Linked DNA regions of Mus musculus: region 1 is linked to region 2. The links are chromatin contacts, called in public HiChIP or PLAC-seq maps. All regions are on one chromosome and are shown on one strand. The core of a region is the stretch at or near the end of the contact, and the rest is flanking DNA. Distances in the headings are between cores, read along the strand shown. Region 1 holds the start of 4930430F21Rik (RIKEN cDNA 4930430F21 gene). Region 2 overlaps Ctnnd2 (catenin (cadherin associated protein), delta 2).

What was found. HiChIP or PLAC-seq counts read pairs in DNA pulled down with a chosen protein or histone mark.
Region 1: an H3K4me3 HiChIP or PLAC-seq map of the SCID.adh cell line shows a contact between it and region 2, with 11 read pairs. The contact joins the promoter of 4930430F21Rik here to the enhancer-like site in region 2. A contact is called at or near these places in 1 of 39 promoter capture datasets (embryonic stem cells), 1 of 484 Hi-C or Micro-C datasets (embryonic stem cells), 1 of 115 datasets of contacts at active chromatin or transcription factors (the SCID.adh cell line) and 2 of 9 other capture datasets (adipose tissue and liver).

The regions. Positions count from the first base shown.
Region 1 is chr15:31,034,557-31,041,156 of GRCm38.p6, reverse strand. It overlaps 4930430F21Rik (RIKEN cDNA 4930430F21 gene), which reads right to left and starts at 2,031. Exons shown (of 4, transcript NR_045186.1): 1 at 1,888-2,031; 2 at 1,032-1,100.
Region 2 is chr15:30,969,369-30,976,339 of GRCm38.p6, reverse strand. It overlaps Ctnnd2 (catenin (cadherin associated protein), delta 2), which reads right to left. Exons shown (of 23, transcript NM_008729.3): 19 at 3,463-3,547. Among named protein-coding and RNA genes, the nearest start is that of 9630009A06Rik, 6.1 kb to the right of the region's middle. Within about 2 kb of position 1,734, at least 12 of the 459 cell types and tissues checked have an H3K27ac peak or open chromatin away from gene starts, as enhancers often do. A contact at or near this core is called in the SCID.adh cell line, where this site is marked.

The DNA.
Region 1 (6,600 bases), core at 782-3,281, 65 kb before region 2:
ATCATCAACAAAGGAACTTCTAGAAAACAGAGCAGCATCTTATGAATTAAAGAAAGGCTAAATTCAAACAAGTGCTCCCAAGGAGATCAAAGTCTTCCCTTATGTGCCATCTATGTATGTCACAGACTGATGCTGAACGCCAGGAAAAAAAATGTGTAAGTGTAAATTATTTCAGGTCTTGTCTCTTCTTTTTGCCAACTCTAATACATTTTCTACCTGAAATAAAACCTGTCAGTGATTGTTATTGGATATTTTTATAACCTGTGTTGGCACTATACAAACTGTATTCTCTAAGCAAGTTTCTCTGTTTCACCAATGTCTCCAAAGGTGGACATTTGTAATCAAGGAGTGGGGTGTATACGGTTGACAAATGGCTCTCTCAGAGATTTGGAATCGTGGATTTTGTAACTTTTCATTCCTTTACATTTGTAAGCTAAACACGAAGCACTGTGTTTGTGATTCATTCTTTTGAAAGATGAACATGTCTCATGTGGTGCAGAGACCAAGGTTATTTGCATGGGTAACTGTGCATCATTTTGAAGCAGCATGGCCAGCGGTAGCTGGAAGACAAAATCCTGCTAGATGCTAAGATGTTAACTGTGGCATCTGTTGGAGAGGCAGCTTCAAGTAGCCAATGAGAGACTACTCTCTCTCTCTCTCTCTCTCTCTCTCTTTCTGTGTGTGTGTGTGTGTGTGTGTGTGTGTGTGTGTGTAGGTATGCCCGAGCAAGTAGAGGTCTTCCTTGAGTGTTCTTTGTTTTTGTTTTTTTTTTTTTGTTTGTTTGTTTGCTTGTTTATTGTTCTGAGACAAGATCTCTCACTTTCACCTTACATTCACTGATTCGCATAGTCTGCTTGGTCAGAAAGGTCCAGGGACAGATCTTCCTGGTTTTCCTTCCCCGGTACTGGGGATTACCAGCATATGCCACCATGCCAGGCATTTTAAACATAGACACTGGGAAATGAACACAGGTTCTTATGCTTATGCATCAAGCACTTTACAGACTGAACCATCTCCCCAGCCCCACTTACATCCTTTTAAAATAGATGATCTACTCCTGTCCTGTAATAGAAAGCAAATTGCAGAGTTTCCGGAGGGAGCTGTGCAGAGCAGAAGTGTATATTAAAAACCTGAGCGGAGCACTTTTCTCATCACTGAGAAGTACTTGGTGAGATTTTTATGGGCAGGCAAGGAACTACTTTGTTGTGAAAGACCTTTGTATATGGGCTGCAAATAAGATAGGGGACATTGAGGGAGCTGTTGTTTATCCTTGTACAAAATTTTGTTTTAAAAATAGTGTCTGAATTCAAAGCTATAGTAGCAAGAAAGGAAAGCACCACTGAACAAACCCACAGATGCCAGAGAGTAAATCTGCTGGGAAGGAACTTGGGAGTCAAACCTCTAGGTCAACCCTCTTCTTCTGCAGATGGGGCAAATGGAGACTCAGGCAAGAAAGTCATTTTCTGGACCAGAAGATAGCTCAGTGGTTAAAGTCCTTTGACCTATGTTGAGGACCCAAGTTCTAATCCCCAGAACCCAAGGAAAAGAAAGATATGGTGCAGTGTCTCTTCAATCTTGGCATTCTTACAGTGAGATGTAGTGGTGAGATGTAGTGGTGAGATGTAGTGGTGAGATGTAGTGGAGACATGGAGTCCACAAAAGCCCACAAGGCCAGCTATCCAGCATAAACACAAAGGAGACCCTGCTTCACACAAGGTGGAGGGTGAGATTGTCTTCTGACCCTCACATATGCAGTGTGGTGTGAACACACATGTGCACACGTGTACACACACATGCACACACACACACACTTTTCTCATTTTGCTTCTACTATAGAAAGAAGCCACAGTAAAAAATATAGCTTCCTATTAACAAAAATATTCAGACCTCAAATCTACTGGTGCCTCCATCTGAGTCTATGAAAAGAAAATACTTTTGTTTAAATCAACTGGCCTGTGGCGTCTTGGTTAAAGCAGTCTAGAAAGCCAAAGGCAAAAGGTCTAGAAGCACACTTTAAGGGTTCTCAGCACTGTAGAAACTTTAAAGCAGAGATACTGTTACTATGTATTATGGTAATTGTGATGCTGTTACTTCATGATATGGTCTTTGTGATGCTCTTTCCACATTATGTGGTCATTGCAATGCTCTCACTACATACTGTGGCCATTGTGATGGGCAACTCTTAGAGAAGTTAAGCAGATGAGGCTCACTTGGTTTCTTGGTGGCATATATGACATGAACAACAATCTTCTGAGTCTGCATGCCCCCGAATGGGCAAGCTGCTTTCTATCACGAGATGGAGATGAAGGTCTGTGATAGTCTTATAGTAAGTAGTACTATGCCAGTTCAGTCATGAATGAAGGTGCAAAAGGTGGAAAAGGATGACATATAAGTGTGGGTGAAAATATCAAGTGCATGGATGTGGGAAGAGAGGCTCTTGGTAACACAAGTTCGTTTCTGGAAAAAAAAAAAAAACCAGAACTTGAAGTCAAACCAAAAAAAGACCTAGACCTCCAGTAAACTGAGGTGTAGGCTGCATAAGAAAATGAGGTGAATCATTCAGACAAGAAACAAGTCCCAATATACAGGTCGTGATAGGGAGTATAGAGGCAGCTGAAATATTAGGGCCTGTCTTGCTGTTTACTTTATTAATCAGTCTGACAAACTAGTGTGTATCTGTGGAAAGTGCTGACTACCTGTCGAGTATCCTGTGGACCACTCTGCTTTGGACTTGGCAGCTCTAGTGTGATTCGACTGTAAGAATTCTATGTCCAGTATTGCCCTCTAAATCCCATCACTTACTCTGTGACTCTGGAGAAGTTATTTGGGTATGAGTGCATGCATATGTGTGTGCATGTGTATTCATATGGAAAACTCAAGTTTATGTCAGGTATATTCCTTAATTGCTATTCATTTTTATTGAGGCAAGATCTCTCACTGAAGCTATAGCTCGCCAGTTCCAGGCAGATACAACGCCAGGACTTCTGAGCACGGTGACTACAGGCAGTTACCATGCTTGCCTGGCTTTTTTATGTGGTTCCTGAGGACTCGAACTCTGGTCCTCACATTGTGCAGTAAGTACTTTATCCACCGAGCCATTGCCCCAGCCCTCTGGACAAGCCATTTCATCTCTCCGAGCCTCTCTTTATTGCCTAGAAGATCAGAAAGAGCAAAGATATTTCTTAGGAGTTGTTCTCAAAATCCGTTTAAGAACCGCACAGCGAAGCCTCTGGTGTGGTGCTTTGCACTTGATGAATCTCATAAAAGCACAGTTTGTGTCTTGAGAGGTTTCCATTCTTCAATACATAAGGATTCATTCAGGGATGAGCTCATGACCTGACAATAGTTAGACACCCAAGTGTTCTGCTGAGGCTTCTTGGGCTTATTCTTAATGGATTCCAAGCTGGGAGCACAAACTTCTTGGAGATCTTATTACCTCTGAACTTGGAGATGAAAACCTAGACAGCTGGAGACAGAGCTGGAGGAAAACGAGCCCAGGGTGACTTTGGTCCCCGAGAGTCTGGCCAAGCCCAAAGTTTAACCATTTTTGGACTTTTCATCTACATCTGTCAATTGATTCAATTTTGTTTCTTGCAATCTGGGTTCGGGTTTTGGTTACATGCAAGACGAGAACTGTGACAGCTGCAGTGCTCCAGAGAGACGTCCTCACATCCTTATAGCTAAATTGTCATTGTGTAATGTCAACTTCCAACCTGGCAGCTCTGTTTACTTTCTTCCATGCATGGAGCCTCTGAGAGCAAAGAGTTTCCTAATTATCTGCCTCTTCTACGATCCCAGGACAGCTGTTTTTCATACTTCAAAGATGCCCTAACCTGAACTGTGTTCTGCATAGTTTTTCTTGGCAGCTATCAGCTTGGAGATGGTGCCCTAAAAACCACAGCAGCAGCATCTTTAGTGCCCTCTGTGGGTACTGAGAGCTTTATCAACAATGAATATCTAAAATGTCTTCACACCCACTCTAGCATCTGACCTGCAGGTGCCAGTCAGTGTGAAGCCCACAGTGTGGGCCAAACAGAAGCAGCATGAGCTCAGCCTCAGTGAGGATTCATGGGATATTTTCCTTCTCTTCCCAATGTCACCTCTATGCCATCACCTACTTGCTAATTAGCTTTGGAGAACTTTGCTAAAGGTTGGGTTAAGCCTGAAGGGAAATAGCACCATACTGTGGCACCTCTGGTGAACAGGGCTGTTGCAGTCACTGCAGCTGGGCCTGTGAGGAACATGAGCCTGAAGGTTGGGGGTGCTGGAGGAAGAACCCCAAGATCCAACAGGTTTCAAAGGATGCCAGTTATTTAGTGTTCTTTCCAGAGGACCCACTTACTTTCAGTGCCATACAATTGACTTGCAAAAGCAGGAACAGTCTGCATTCCAGATTCACTTTGGGTATGGAGGTTGATGGCCTTCCTTTTTGAAGATAGTTGTCATTAGCATGGATTCACATGTGTTAAATCAGAATGAAGTAAGTGAATCAGTCAATCAATCAGTCAATAAGTCAATCAGTCAGTCAATCAAGTAATCAATCAGTCAGTCAATCAACCAACCAATCAACCAACCAACCAACCAACCAACCAACCAACCAACCAACCAACCAACTAACCAATCAATCAGAGGAAAGAAGAAAGAAGAAAGAAAGGAAGAAAGAAAGAAAGAAAGAAAGAAAGAAAGAAAGAAAGAAAGAAAGGAAGAGAAAGAAAGGGAAGGGAAGGGAAGGGAAAGGGGGAGAAGGAAAAAAGAGACAGAGACAGAGAGACAGAGTAAGAAGGAGGGCATCTCTGGCACAAAGGTTTCTGTCAGAATCATAACTTGCACCAGGAACAATCAATCATATGTGCAGATGGGGAAAAGATTATGGGATCTCAATGTTATGTAAAGAACTAGAGATAACTAAGGCATGCTGAAAGGGGGAGAAATGGTTTTTCCCAACTCATGCGCATATGTATATGTATATGTGTGTTCATATGCATATATATGAATATATTCATTCATATGAAAGTATAGTCATATACATATACTCATGTGTGTATATATATTCATAAATAAACAAATACAGCTGGCTCAGTCTGTATACTATTATTTGCATGTATACTTTCAGGGTTGACCATTTGGCATTGGATAACTTATTGGGGTACTCTTCCCTGGGAAGACCGTTTCTCCCACTTTTGGCATGCCTTAGTTGTCTATAGTTCTTTGTATGGGATTGAGGTTTGCATGGTCTTGACCATATATTGATGTCATCCCTGTCCAGGTCATGTTTAGATATTTATGATGGTGAGACTTTATGAGTATGGCTTCTGACTTTTCCAAGAGACATCCACCCAGGAGACTCCCCATCCTTCTGCCCTTTACAACCTTTCTATTCACTCTTGCACAATGCTCCTCATGCCTTAGGTGCAGACACTGCATTGTAGGTATATAAGCTGGGATTAGACTCAGGAACTCTGAATTTTGATTGATTGTGGCTTTTTGTAATGATCTGTCTGTTGCAAAGAGACGTTTTCTAAATGAGGAAGGACGATTATACTTAGCTTGAGTATAAGGAGAAATATTTAGAATGTTTGTAAGGATTATGCTGGTTTAGTAGAGTGAAGGTTCTCCTCCCAGATTCATGACTTCAATCACCCGAGGCGGTTTTCCAGGACCAGGCATGATTCTCATCTCATTGAGCTAGTCTTAAGTCCAATTAGAGAGTTGTTATTTACTGCTAAGACATACACATCATTATCACATGCTAAGGGTTATCATTCCACACTGCCTATTGTTGAGGCTCATAGCATCATAACTGGATTGGACTGTTGCTTTCTTCCCTAATTTGGAAGTTTGCATAGAACCTTCTTGTACCATAAAAGATAGTTGTATGGAGAAGTCTTTAAGGGGCCTCTTCTAGTTCAGGACTCTTTAGGCTCCATGTCTGAAATGCAATAGAGTCTTCAGTAAGAGAGACTTACCTTCCATCTCAGAGAGTGTGGGGTAACCGAGGGCAATAATAATGATCTAGAATGTGTTGGGAGTATCTTGAATAACTCATACCAGTAACTCAATAGAGGGTTTCTCTTGCCTGGTGGGTTTTTTTGTTACGTGGTCTTTGGCTTTTGTATATTTATAAACAAACTTATTTGTATATATTTTTAGGTAAAGATGATCCTCTTAGGACTGCTTTCATTGTGTCCCATAGATTTTGGTATGTCACACTTTTATTTTCATTAAATTTTAAGAATTAAAAAGAATTCTTTCTGGTTTCAGAAATAAGTAGCACTAAATACCTTTGGAAAAAGTCGTAAGAAAACTTACTACTGCGAAAGATATCAATAATATATATACATACACATATATAGATAGAGTTTTTAATGCAATTACTCTATAACAAGATCACAATGCCTCTGATAGACACTACAGGCTAACAAATAAAAATCCCAGGGTAAGGAATGGGCTACCTCTTTTGGAATTGTTGACCAGTGAGGTATCATAGGCCACCAGGAAATCCAGGCTATTGCCAACAGTATTGGTTATCCTTCCGCACTGATAGATAACGATACCATATCGTTGTAGCCACCAAATACTTGATGGAATGTGTAGAAACCA
Region 2 (6,971 bases), core at 485-2,984:
TATTTTTCCTCAAGTGGATAATTCAGATGGGCTCCACTCTAGTTGAAGGTCCAGATAACGAGTGTATTTTGCGGGCACCAAATGCATCATGAATAAATCACAGTTTTGTTTTGTTTTGTTCAGAAACCACAGAGCCAAAGGATTCTAGCTGATTAAACGTATCTCTGAAAAATAAGACAGGTAAGCTAAAAGAAGTGCATGTCTGGCCTCTGGGCCTGGCTGTGCGTGAACTGATTTAGGTCTTGTGACTCAACTGAGATCCAAATTGGGTCTCAGACACCCCAATTTCTACCTCCCAGTCACATATTCCGTCTTATAATGCCCTTACCTCAAACTCTTAATTATAAAAAATTTAAATTCTTCAAGATTTAGCTCTATAATTTTTTCCCTTTGAGCCATGCTTCAAAACCTAATGTATACGATTCAGAACGTAATAGAGTTGCCAACCATTGCTCCACCCTCAGGCCCGCAGCCATGGCCTCCGTGTTGTAAGTTTTCCTTGGAGCCTTTCATTTAGTGACCTCTAATAGAATCTAATAAGTAGATCCGAAATGAGGATAATTAAAAGATATGGATCAGACAGCTTTTCGGTGGTGTATAAATTGTCAGTGAAGCACAGAACAGAAACTGGTCTCCCTGACGATTAAAGACAATGGGAGATGAAGAATAAACGGCCTTTTCGCAGGACTTTCAAAGGGGAAGTGATTTCGAATGCTCAGCCTTGTTATCCAGAGAGCGCGTGACATTGAGCCCAGAGGCGCCTGTTTCATTTCACAACTGTGTAATTTGGAAATGATTAAGAACAGCTCTTTCTCAACATTTTTTAATCATGGACCAACTAAAAACATCACATTGATTTCTCCAGCCCATCTTTCTCGAATGTGCTCATATGAAACACATTTTAAATCAGCTCAGCTCTTGAGGTTTAGCTCCATTAAATTCCTGTCAGCACACTCTTCTTTTTATGAAAATAGAAAGACAATTACGCTTTTTGAACTCTACTACCAACAAAGTAAAAACCAAACCAAACAACACCCCCCCACCACCAAACCCAACAACTCTCAAGTGAAAAGCTCACACTACCATTCCGTAAATAGCTTGAGAGCTTCTCAAAGCTGGGTTCCCACGGTGCACATAGCATGAGCAGGTGCACTGCAGAGGAGTGGGCGTGCCCTGGATGTGAGTGCAGGTGCATTGTGGGAGGCAGTGCCTCCTGGAGCTCCTATGGCCACTGGCTCGGAACCACCAGCTTCATTCCGTTTAAGGGTAATCGTCATGTCTGCCTATCTGTTTAACAGGATGACCTTTTCTGAGGGAGATTTCACTTGGCTTCTGGAGGAGCCCAAGAAGGAGCTAAGCATAAACCATGGAGGTTAGAATTTGATGCAAAACAGAAAAGAGCCCCCAAACGTTTGCTCATTTTAAAAAAGAAAACATTTAGCAACATTTATCACCAATCTGGAATATTCCCACACCTCATAGTTTTATGATCTAAGTGTCAAATTAAGTATACTATGTCTAGAAGCACAGGAAAACTTGAAAAGAGAAGTGTGTAAGTTGCATTTTATAATCTTAAAGTGCTTAAGGGGAGAAGGAGGGTCCTTGGGGAAATCTAAAAATAGACTAAAACATACAAGAGCCAGGTATTAAATATTTCACTTTCCACAGGCTTGGCGGTGACAAAAGGTGCCTCTGGCAAGAGGGCTCTTATGCCTTCTGATGTGAGACACTGTGTGTGACTTCATGTCCCTGCTCTAGAGGCTGGTGGCCTGCTAGGGCTGGTGGCATGGGATGCACACAGTGGTGCTGGCTTTCTTAGCAGGAGGCCACTTGGCTGGTGGATGGAAGCTACCCACCTTGACCAGCTCTGTTGTCTCCTTCTGAACTCTGGTCTCCTTCCTTATACATTTATGATGTTCTCCATCTCTACTTACTAGTGAGATTTAAATTCTCCACACATGCTCAACTAGGGGTCGCAAAATCAAAAGTCCTAGAAAATATTATTAATAGTGCCCACCTGGCCCCTAAATCACAAAGAAAATGTCAGCATCCTTTCTTCAGGGGAACTCAGCCTTGAGCTACAGAGCCAACATCTCCAGAAATGGACTTTCCAGGTTTTAGCCTTTGACCACATTGAGAGTGAAGATACTTTTAAATGCAAAATGGATTCCTGTTAGCCATTTGAGCCTACAGAATAAATGCCAACCTCCTGTGGTCCATGCGGGTCAGGAAGACCTTCATCTCCATCCTCTGGGCAACCTCTTCAGGGCCTAGGAACATGGAGCAGTGACTGCATCTTGCCTTTTTTTTTTTTTCAGCTGCCATGTTCTTGAATCCCTCAATTGTTCTTGAGTTATTTGGGTTTGTTTCCATGCTGTGTTCTCTTTGCAACTACTTGTTCAAACCTGTTGATGTTGTTAATTTTTTTCTCAAAATCCCTAAATTTATGACTTTTGGGTCTACTTTGGAATATGTGACCTCTGGAAAAAAATTTTTTTTTCTATAAAGTGAATTAATATTATTGAAAATATTGTTATCAGGCATTCAAAATAGCTAGAGGGGTGAATCTTGAGGTCTTTTTTCATCATGAAGAATGATACACGCTTAAGAGGATGATTGAGGTAAATATCTGAAGTGGGGCCAATAACCAATGGATGTATGTATTGAGCCAGCATGCTGTACTCTATAAATATGTATATTTATTATGTGTTAATTACAAAATGAAAGAGGAGGATGGAGAGGCATCTCACTAACTCCTCACTCTTCCAGGAACCTCAGCTCCTTCCTCAGCATCCTCATAATGACTCAAAATCTCCTCTAATTCTATACCCAGTAGACTAGCTGTCCTCAGCCCTCTGTGGTTTCCTGCATTCACATACATACCCACAGGCACACACATGCAAAATAAACAAACAAGTAAATAAGTAAATGAACATTTTAAAATAAAAGAAATCACAGGGCTAAGAAGATGGCTTAGCAGGCAAAAGTGCTTGGTGTGCAAGTCTAGAACCCACATAAAGATGGAAGGAGAGAACCAACTTTACAAGTTGTTCTGTGCACTGTGCACTGTGGCATATATATATATATATATATATATATATATATATATATATACACACACACACACACACATATATATATATATATATATATATAAAATCTTTCAGATACGTACACACATGTAATAATAATAATAATAAATACAAATTTTGAAAAAAATTATAGGCTCTAAGAGAATCGAAAGAGATCATTTGGTGTTGTCAGGATAGTGAGAGCCTTCTTGGTATCTTGGAATATGGATGAAAAATTTCTCCTTAGCATCCTGAAACTCTTGTTTCAGCTAAGGCTTTTTGACAAACACCTCCTATATATGGGATACTTCTTACTATGGTCACATCTGGCCCCTTTGGGCCCCACACCTGTGATCCCAGGATCCTCAGGTATAAGCAAAAGCAATCTTACCTTCTTGTAGAGACTCCTCAGATCGCGATACTGCCACATGCTGTTTAGGACCTGAGAAGCAGCCTTGACCACCTTTGGAGAGTGCCTGAGAAGGAAAAGGCAGGAAACACAGATGATGACCTGGAACCGCACTGTCTTGTCACCCTTTTGGTTTTTATCTTCAGTAAAGAATTATTTCCCTAGCCCCCAGTCTCCTTCTCAGCAACATGCCTGGAAAGGTTAACAGGCAGGCAGGCACTAGAGTTTGGCAAAGAACTTCCAAAACATAAACATAAGAACAGTGACAAGTAGGGAGCAGTAGAGTCTCTGTGATGGTTTGTGTATGCTTGGCTCAGGAAGTGGTAATATTAGAAGGTGTGGCCTTGTTGGAGTATGTGTGGAGAATGTCCATGAACAAGAATCTATGAAGCCTTGTATGCTCCTCAAGTCCTTTGGATCAAGGTCATAGGAACTTATGGTTTATTAATCTTTTCTCGGATTGCCTTTGCAAATGCTATGAAGGCACAACCTCTTACCTTTTGTTCAATGCCAATCTGTATGTCAAAACAGAGACTAGGTCAGTATAGCCATATTGATTCAACTCCCATCAGATTCTTGAAGTCCCTTTGACTGGTGCTTCTAAAGAAGCTTTTTAACTACTTGTAGATCTTAGTTCTAACAGAATGGTTTTACCACCAACTGCCTAATTCTGCCATGTACTGAGAATTTTGGTTTCTTTGAAAACCACAAAATTATTATGGGAATATGTTTTAGTTTTAATCCCAGGTGTGGGATATGATGCTGCTTCAGACTGTCCACAGCAGCTGACTATGATTTGCCTCAGGCTCTAGCAGAAGCGTGATTTTGCCAACTGCAGATAGTTTTTGTGGCTGTCTGATGTTTGGAATTCTGGGGACTTTTCAGAGGATAGATAAATGCTAGGGTCCCAAGAGGTGGGGTAGGTGGTTGGTTGGTTGCTGTTGGTCATGGTTTGTTAAGTACTCATGCACAAAGAAGAAAGAAGAAGAAATTAGATATCCTGACTGCAGAGATCAAATTTGCCCCAGGGAACTCAACAACTCTAATCAGCAGGACGTAGACTAAAGATAAAATTAGCCCCTTTTCCCCCCTATCCTTTTCCTCTCTCCTATCTAGTGTTAAGGGTTGAAAGGGTGGAAGAAAAGGGTTGGAGAAGGATAGAAGAATGAAAACCCCACAAAGTAGCAGATGTGGGCTACACTAGTGGCCACCGTTGATATGGTCTACCTTACAGGCCAGTTCCGTTTTTCCTGTGAGGAGTGAGATAGTTTTGGGGGTCCTATGGTCCTTTTCACATTTAGTCAATTAGCTGTCACTCTAGCAAGAAGAAAGAATGTGGCTATGTTTCCGTGCATACAACACTGTATCACACAAAACAAGGAGAAGGTATGATGTGGGCTGTAGGCTTGTGGTCCATGTGACTCCTGGTGTTGGGCAAGATGTTATAACTAATGAGGCCTCCAAAGCAGTGAACAGTCTAGAAGCTGACTGTTATGGATGACAGAGCCACTGAAAATAATCTCTGAAGTAAGACAAAATGTATTTGATTCTTACACACTTTTCTGTTGCCTTTTCCTAAAAGTCAGAGGACCAAGACACCTGCTATCAGAAAGTCTCTTCTAATCAAGACAGGGATGCTGTATCTGTGAAATTTCAACAATATGGCTACCTAAACCAGATCTACACAATGACACCAGGTGACAAGCCAATGTGGATGTGTGTGTGTGACTCTCATAAAGTTCCACTCCTAGATCAGGATCTATAGGCAATTAATGACTGTCAAGAGAGGAAGAATCAGTTTTCTTCAGGAACAAGTCCTCTGGTAAGTCATCCAATCTCAAGTGGTTAGTCCTAAACACATGCACATGAGACACTAAGTGTACTCATTAGAATATAGCCTCTCTCTCTCTCTCTCTCTCTCTCTCTCTCTCTGTCTCTCTCTCTCTCTCTCTCTCTCTCATACACACACACACACCCCAAAATAAACTATAAGAGTCTTAAGAGATCATGAACTTCAGAGGGAGTTGTAGAATTGGGAATTGGAAGTAGGAAAGAGCGGGTTGAATTGTTTAATGGAACTCATATGAAATCTCAAAAAATAAATAAAAATCATATTTTAAATAAAACAGCCCTTGAGATTCAAAGGAGGCAGATGGTAGATGGATTGGGGTAGGCTTGGATTTAAGAAGCAAAATAAACAAACATTTTGTGGACAGGCATTTTGTAATGAAATCATGGGCTATCAGGACATGGTGCATAGTCTAGCCGCTGTTTTTCTGGGTCTTCATGTTTGTAATTTATGTGAGCTAAGATTAAAGCTTCTCCATCCATTTATAGAAGAGCAGCAGTGACAGCTACTTATTTCTGAGGAAAAAGAAACAACTTTAGCTGTATTATAACAAAAAATGAAGTACTGTAAGTTTGATTTTCTCCATAATACATTAGTTACAAGGTACCATTTATTTTATTTTACTAAGATGAATGGAGGTTTAATTATTCTATAATTTATGGTAATATCATGTCCCCTGCTGTAGTGTTAAATCCCTGTAACTTAGAGAAATTTAGACCTTTTCACGAATATAGATTAGCGCCCCTCTTGGCCTTATATAATCAAGGTGAAACAAAGACTAAATGCTCTCATATTTACACCCACTACTTAGATATTTTTCTCTGGCAATGCCCAGGCAACCATGGAGAACATGATTAAAATTCAGGTAGTGGAGGTGTGGCTGACACACTTAGCATGAAAAATTCCTCCGACACAGTGTAAAATTTTTTTTTGTTGTTTTCAACTTCTTGCTTAGTTACAAAATAGAGACTGAATGTGTAATGAAAATGAGGTTAGCTTCTTAATTAAAATGCCTGTATGGCGTGGCATTGTTATAACTTGTGAGGGTCAAAAGGAACACTTCCCTTTTCTTAGTCTTTATGTTTGATCCTTCCACTAGGCTCCTGCCATAAAAATATCTACTTGAAACTCAGTAACTACCAACTGAAGGACCAGATCACTGAGTGTTCCTAAGTAATTATAGCTGGAGCCTGAGCCTCAGTACACAGGTCTCTACTGACAAGCCACAGTTCAGTCTGTAAATAGCTTCTCTGCCTTATGATAAAATACGACATATTCAACATGATTTCCCATATAACAGTTGAGGTCATGAAAATGCGTATGTGAAACAGATGGACATGATAGAATTCTCCAATGTGTGTTTAAAAATGATGTGAAAACAGTAAGCCGTCAGACTTCAAAATTGTGGAATCGGCTCCTGTAGGTGCTGATAGCAATCCCACAGTGCTTTGAGCTTCACGGGAGCTATCAGATCAGGAGTGGCTGAAGATGTCTGTCTGAATGTGTGATTCCTCAAAGCTATACAGCTCAGTCACAGAGAAGCAGAGCAGAACACTAGCTGACTTGACTGTCTTAGCAATACTATTCGGTGTGGCACCTCACTTGTCTGCTCTGTTCATATCACTACACAGTTAGGCTCGCA